Linked DNA regions of Sus scrofa: region 1 is linked to region 2. A link is a contact called in public HiChIP or PLAC-seq data. All regions are on one chromosome and are shown on one strand. Each heading gives the region's core, a stretch centred on a gene start, on an enhancer-like site or on the middle of the called end of the contact. The rest is flanking DNA. Distances are from core to core; before and after follow the strand shown. Region 1 holds the start of LRWD1 (leucine-rich repeat and WD repeat-containing protein 1). Region 2 holds the start of PRKRIP1 (PRKR-interacting protein 1).

What was found. HiChIP or PLAC-seq counts read pairs in DNA pulled down with a chosen protein or histone mark.
Region 1: an H3K27ac HiChIP or PLAC-seq map of alveolar macrophages shows a contact between it and region 2. The contact joins the promoter of LRWD1 here to the promoter of PRKRIP1 in region 2. A contact is called at or near these places in 4 of 47 Hi-C or Micro-C datasets (fetal skeletal muscle, liver and omental adipose tissue) and 1 of 2 datasets of contacts at active chromatin or transcription factors (alveolar macrophages).

The regions. Positions count from the first base shown.
Region 1 is chr3:9,804,833-9,807,532 of Sscrofa11.1, forward strand. LRWD1 (leucine-rich repeat and WD repeat-containing protein 1) reads left to right here and starts at 1,419. Exons shown (of 15, transcript XM_021086276.1): 1 at 1,419-1,654; 2 at 2,133-2,367; 3 at 2,474-2,590. The coding sequence starts at 1,575. ALKBH4 (alpha-ketoglutarate-dependent dioxygenase alkB homolog 4) reads right to left here and starts at 1,398. Exons shown (of 3, transcript XM_003480995.4): 1 at 1,235-1,398. The coding sequence starts at 1,357.
Region 2 is chr3:9,722,540-9,725,239 of Sscrofa11.1, forward strand. PRKRIP1 (PRKR-interacting protein 1) reads left to right here and starts at 1,449. Exons shown (of 7, transcript XR_002342313.1): 1 at 1,449-1,630; 2 at 2,308-2,386.

The DNA.
Region 1 (2,700 bases), core at 169-2,668, 82 kb after region 2:
AAAGTTCATAGGCTAGGGGTCAAATCGGAGCTGCAGCTGCCAGACTACACCACAGCCACACAGCAACACTGGATCCAAGCCGCATATGTGACCTAAGCTGCGCCTCGTGGCAACTCCAGATTCTTAACCTACTGAGTGAGGCCAGGAATCAAACCCACAATCCTCATGGATACTGGTCGGGTTCTTAATCTGCTAAGCCACAATGGGAACTCCCATCATTCTACTTTCTGTCTGGGTGAATGTGACTACCCTAGGGACTTCATGTAAGTGGAAACATGCAGTATTTGCCTTTTTGTGACTGGCTTATTTCACTTTGCCTAATGTTCTCAGGGTTCGTCTTTGTTGTAGCAAGTGCCTGGATTCCCTTCTGTCCTTTTCAAGGCTGAATGATATTCCATGGCATGGATGGACCACGTTTTATTCATCCTTTCATCTGTCCCTGGATACCTGGGTTGCTTCCACCTTTCAGCTACTGTAACTGCTATGTAGCTCTTCAAGACTCTGCTTTCAATTCTTTTGGGACATACCCAGAAGGGGGACTGCTGGGTCATATGGCAGCTCTACTTTAATTTTTCTGAGGAACTGCCACTATTTTCCACAGGAACTTTCAAGCTTTTTCAAGCCTGTGGCAGTTGCTTCACTGGCTTCCCAGTCTCCTTTCCTTCCCATCCATTCCTCCCCTTCCCGGGACCTCTCTAAAATTCACATGTAACTCCCTTTAAAACCCTCAAGAGCTCGCCATGGCCCTCAGGGCAAGTCCAGCCTGCCTTCTGTGGTCAGGCCCACCGGCCTCCCTCACCTGAAGCATCACCCACCTTCCCCAGGCCTCGGCCCAAGCAGTTCCCCAGCTGGAACGCCCCTGCCGCCCTCCGTGGCCCAGGGTCCCTTTTTTTATGAGTTCATTGGAATGAATTTCCTCCTTGCCCACTTCCATCCGAGGCCCTCTGCCCCGGTTTTCGGCCCCATCTACTCTCTTCGTGGGTCTCGTCACCGGACCCTAAAGCTTCCCGCCCCAGACACGGGGGCGCTATGTTTGCTGTCAGACTCCACACAAGTTCGGGGTGAGCTGCTGTCGAACCTTACCCACGTCCCAGGCCCTTCGCCACTCCCAGCTCACTCCTCAAAGCCGTCATCTCCTCACCCCGCTACGCCCCCCTCGGTAGGACCGCTGACCGGTCTGATTCCCGGATGAAGAATGGAGTTGTGGGCGCGGCCCTTCTCTCCCAGCCCTCACCTGCGGGGAGTGCTGCCAGGGCGGGTCACCTCCGCGTTGCCGCTCGCAGATCAGACAGGTCCGGATGCCCTTGCAGCCGCATTCCCGAAGGACCTCGGGGGCCGCCACCGCCGCAGCCGCCATCGCCGCGTCCTGGCAGCCAGAGCGCAGGCGCAGGGCCGCGGGGGCCGCCGGGAGTTGTAGTCCGCGGGCGGGACATGAGGCCCGCGGGGCCGCTTCCTTCCGGTCGTCGCCGGCGACGGATTCGCGCGGCGCCACCTCCTGGACTCGGCAAACCGCTGGCGCCAGCACCGGAGTCCCGTGCCGCCGTTCGGGCCACCGCGAGCCGCGCCTCCCCGCCATGGGCCCCCTTTCGGTGCGTCTGCTCATCCAGCGGGGGAGACCCAAGAGCGACCGGCTGGGGAAGATCCGGAGCCTAGAGTAAGGGCTGGGGCTACACAGCCTACCGCCGGGCCTGGGTCGCCGGGCGATTGGGAAGAAAACCTGGGATCTTTCCTCTCTCCCTGTCCGGCCTCGTTATCACCCTGTCGGTTCCACAGAGTCTTTAATCATTCGGCCCAAACGCCGTCTTCTCGCTATGAGACGGGTCTGGTGGGCCTGGGCTGCTGGGGAGAAAATCTTGCATAAGGAATAGGGAGCAACCTGTTGAGATAACTACAGAGGACCTGGAAAGCAGAGACACCTCCCCCCTCCCCGCCCCCAGAGGATCAGGAAAAGAATCCTGGAGGGGGCCAGCTGCTCCAGGTTCTAAAGAAGTTCTAAGCTAAAGGTGGGGGGATGTTGGGAAAACGCGGGAAAATGTCAGGCAGAAAAGCCTTGTGAAGTGCCTGGGTTGCCATGGGTGCAGGTGGGAGGCCCGCACACCCCCTAAGCCCGTCCTCTCTGCCCTTCCCCCCAGCCTGTCAGGGCTGAAACTGCTCTCAGAGCATCTGGACCCCAAGCTCCTGAGCCGCCTGAAGCAGCTGCAAGAGCTGGACCTCTCCAACAACCAGCTGGAGACACTGCCCGCCAACCTGGGCCTGTCCCACCTGCGCATCCTCCGCTGCGCCAACAACCAGCTGGGCGACGTCACTGCCCTGTGCCAGTTCCCACAGCTCGAGGAGCTCAGCCTGGAGGGCAATCCTTTCCTGACAGTAAGTGTGGGCCCCCGGCGGCTCCATGCCCAGGGCCAGCACTCTATGGGCTTGGGCTCAGCCACAGGCTGAGGCAACCACAAGCTCCTCTTCCCTCACCCCCCAGGTCAGTGACAACCTGAAAGTCTCCTTCCTCCTGCCCAAGCTCCGCAAGGTCAATGGCAAGGATGCTTCCTCCACTTGCTCTCAGGTGGAGAACCTGAACCGGGAGCTGACCAGCAGGGTAAGGGGCGGGAAGGTGTCTCTGGTGCTTGGGAGTCGTTGGGGGCCTTGAGGAGCCAGTGATGGAAGTGAATGTTTGGAGGACACTGAGGGTGGGGTATGGGGGGCAGC
Region 2 (2,700 bases), core at 199-2,698:
GTAGAAACAGAGCTGTAGCTGGAGGCCTAGGCCACAGCCACAGCAATGTCAGATCCAAGCCACGTCTGCGACCTACACCACAGCTCACAGCAATGCTGGATCCTTAATCCACCAAGCAAGGCCAGGGATCAAACCCGCAACTTCACAGTTACTAGTCAGATCAGTTTCCGCTGCACCACAACGGGAACTCCCTGAGCCATAGTTTTGACCTAAGCTGTAGCTGCGGCAACACCGGATCCTTCACCTGCTGTGCAGGGCTGGGATTGAACCTGCGTCCCAGTGCTCCCAAGATGCCGCTGATCCCATTGCGCCACAGTGAGAACTCCCCATCTAGCAAGTGTTTATTGAGTATTGTGCCATAGGCCAGGCCTTGCCCCAGGCACTGGGACTATACCAATGAACAAGACAGAACTTCCACTCTCTATGAGAAATATTCTGAATACCACCAGGAACACACTTATCGTTGAACGAATTGGGCTCAATGCCTCTTTTGAGAAGGAAGACTGCATTTACTTCAGTAAGAGTGTTTAAAAAGACTTAAAGAATTTGGGCCTGGGTCAGGTGATCTGGGGGAGGGTTCAAGCAAGTGGGCTTTTTCTCTGGACTAGATGTCAGGAAGCTGGGACGGCTCTACAATTGCAAGCCTTAGTAAATATTTAAAGTGGGAGGCTAATGCTATAAAGAAGCAGCAGTTACTCATATTAGTCAGAATGGGGAAATGTTTCATATTGTTGGAATCAGACCAAGACTGATTCCAACAATATTCTTGTTTTTATTTGACTTTGAACATGATTACAGAGCAGTCTTGTTTATGCCTTGCTCCATCATGGCCACACAACGGCCTTGCACGATGGCGGTGTTCTGGAAAATTGTTTACGTCCCGCTGAATACCAAGGCCTAGCAGTGAATGCCAGGCCAGCTCCCAGATGTGAGGGGCAGCTACCCTCCTTATCATAAGAAAGCCCGTTCACTCGACCGAGGTATAGTTGCAGGGAGCCAGGTGCAGAGTAATTCGAGGTGAGAAAAGAGAAGCAGTGCCAGTCCTCAGGGAACTCACAGTGACTTGTTCGCGCTGTCTTAAGACTGTCAGAAATGGGAGGAGGAGCGGTCCAGACAAAGGCCCTGGGGGCGGGGGCGGGGGTGGGGGTGGGAGTGGAGGATGCTCAAAGCCATTAGCTGAGCGGCGGCGGAGCCACAGTGCGCGCCACGACTGGAAAGGTCTGCTAGGGCCGGACCCTCGGGCACGCAGGGCCACCTCTCCCCCAGGGGCAAGAGCATTCGCTGCCCTCATTTGCTCAGAAACAGGAAATGAAATCTAGCAGGTTTAATCAATATAACCCCTCTCGGCCTTGGGTTCATGAATATTCAGCAGCCCGCTTCCGGCCGGCAACTCCGCCCCAGCCCCGCCCAGCGAGGAGACTGCGCGTGCGTTGCAGGCGCGCGGCTCTGTCGTCATACGCGCGCCGCCGCTTCCGCCCCTCCACAGGGAGGCTGGAGAGTAGTCATGGCGAGTTCAGCTGCCTCCTCGGTGCGACCGCCCAGGCCCAAGAAAGAGCCGCAGACGCTCGTCATCCCCAAGAATGCGGCGGAGGAGCAGAAGCTCAAGCTGGAACGGCTCATGAAGAACCCGGTGAGACAGAGGGCTGACGGCCCCCCCGAGTCCCACCTCCTTCGGTTCCGGCATCTCCGGACGCCTGCGGGTCCACTTTCCCCCCCTCTGAACTCTAGAACTCAGAACCCGAAATCTAGAGTCAGACCTGAGGAAGAAGTAGGCTGCCCCAAAGATAGTGAGCTCTCTCCTGCCTTTACATTAGAGCCCAGCCTGGGTGAAGGCTTATGGGGTGGCTTCCCGTGCTTTAAGGCTCTTTCCAGTTTAACCGTGTGAAAAGAAGCCTTAAGTTGGAGAGAGAGAATCCGTGGGTTAGCCCAAGGATATTTTTCTCCTAAATAGCACCAGCTGTTAGAGAGGCATTAGCCGAGACAACTGGGGCAAGTCATTCCCCTCAGTCATGAAAATGTTGGATGCGAAGGTCTCTTCCACCTTTGACTAAGAAGGGTTGACTCTCTTCGAATAATAGTTTTTAAAGTCGGAGGTTTCCAGCCCTAAATGATGTCTTACATTTCTGAGGTCTGCCCTGGAAAGTTGTGGGTTGTGATAGAATCCATAGTGTATGGGGAGAAGAAAAGGCAGAGGGAAGAAGAGACACTCGGCTTTGGGTCCAAGGAGCAAAACAACTGTACTTCATTAGTCCAGTTCTTTGTAAAAGCTGTGACTTTGTACATATAAATGCTTTCTGTGTGTTGCAGGACAAAGCAGTTCCAATTCCAGAAAAAGTGAGTGAATGGGCACCTCGACCTCCCCCGGAATTTGTCCGAGATGTAATGGGTAATGTCTTTCGGATGTGGTCTTTAAAGTGTAGATATAAAAACTTTGCAGCTAGTATTTGTTGATTACCTCTCTCATAGGGAGGAAAAAAGTTCACTGATCCAGTATTTCGCTCTTACAGTGAAGGGGTATTGTTGCTATGGCTTGGCATTAGAGTATTTTTTTCTGCATTGTTGTTTTTCTGCTTTGTGTTTTTTGTTTTTGTCTTTTCAGGGCTGCACCCGCCACATATGCAGGTTCCTAGGCTAGGGGTCTAATCAGAGCTGCAGCTGCCAGCCTACACCAGAGCCACAGCACCTCGGGATCCGAGCCAT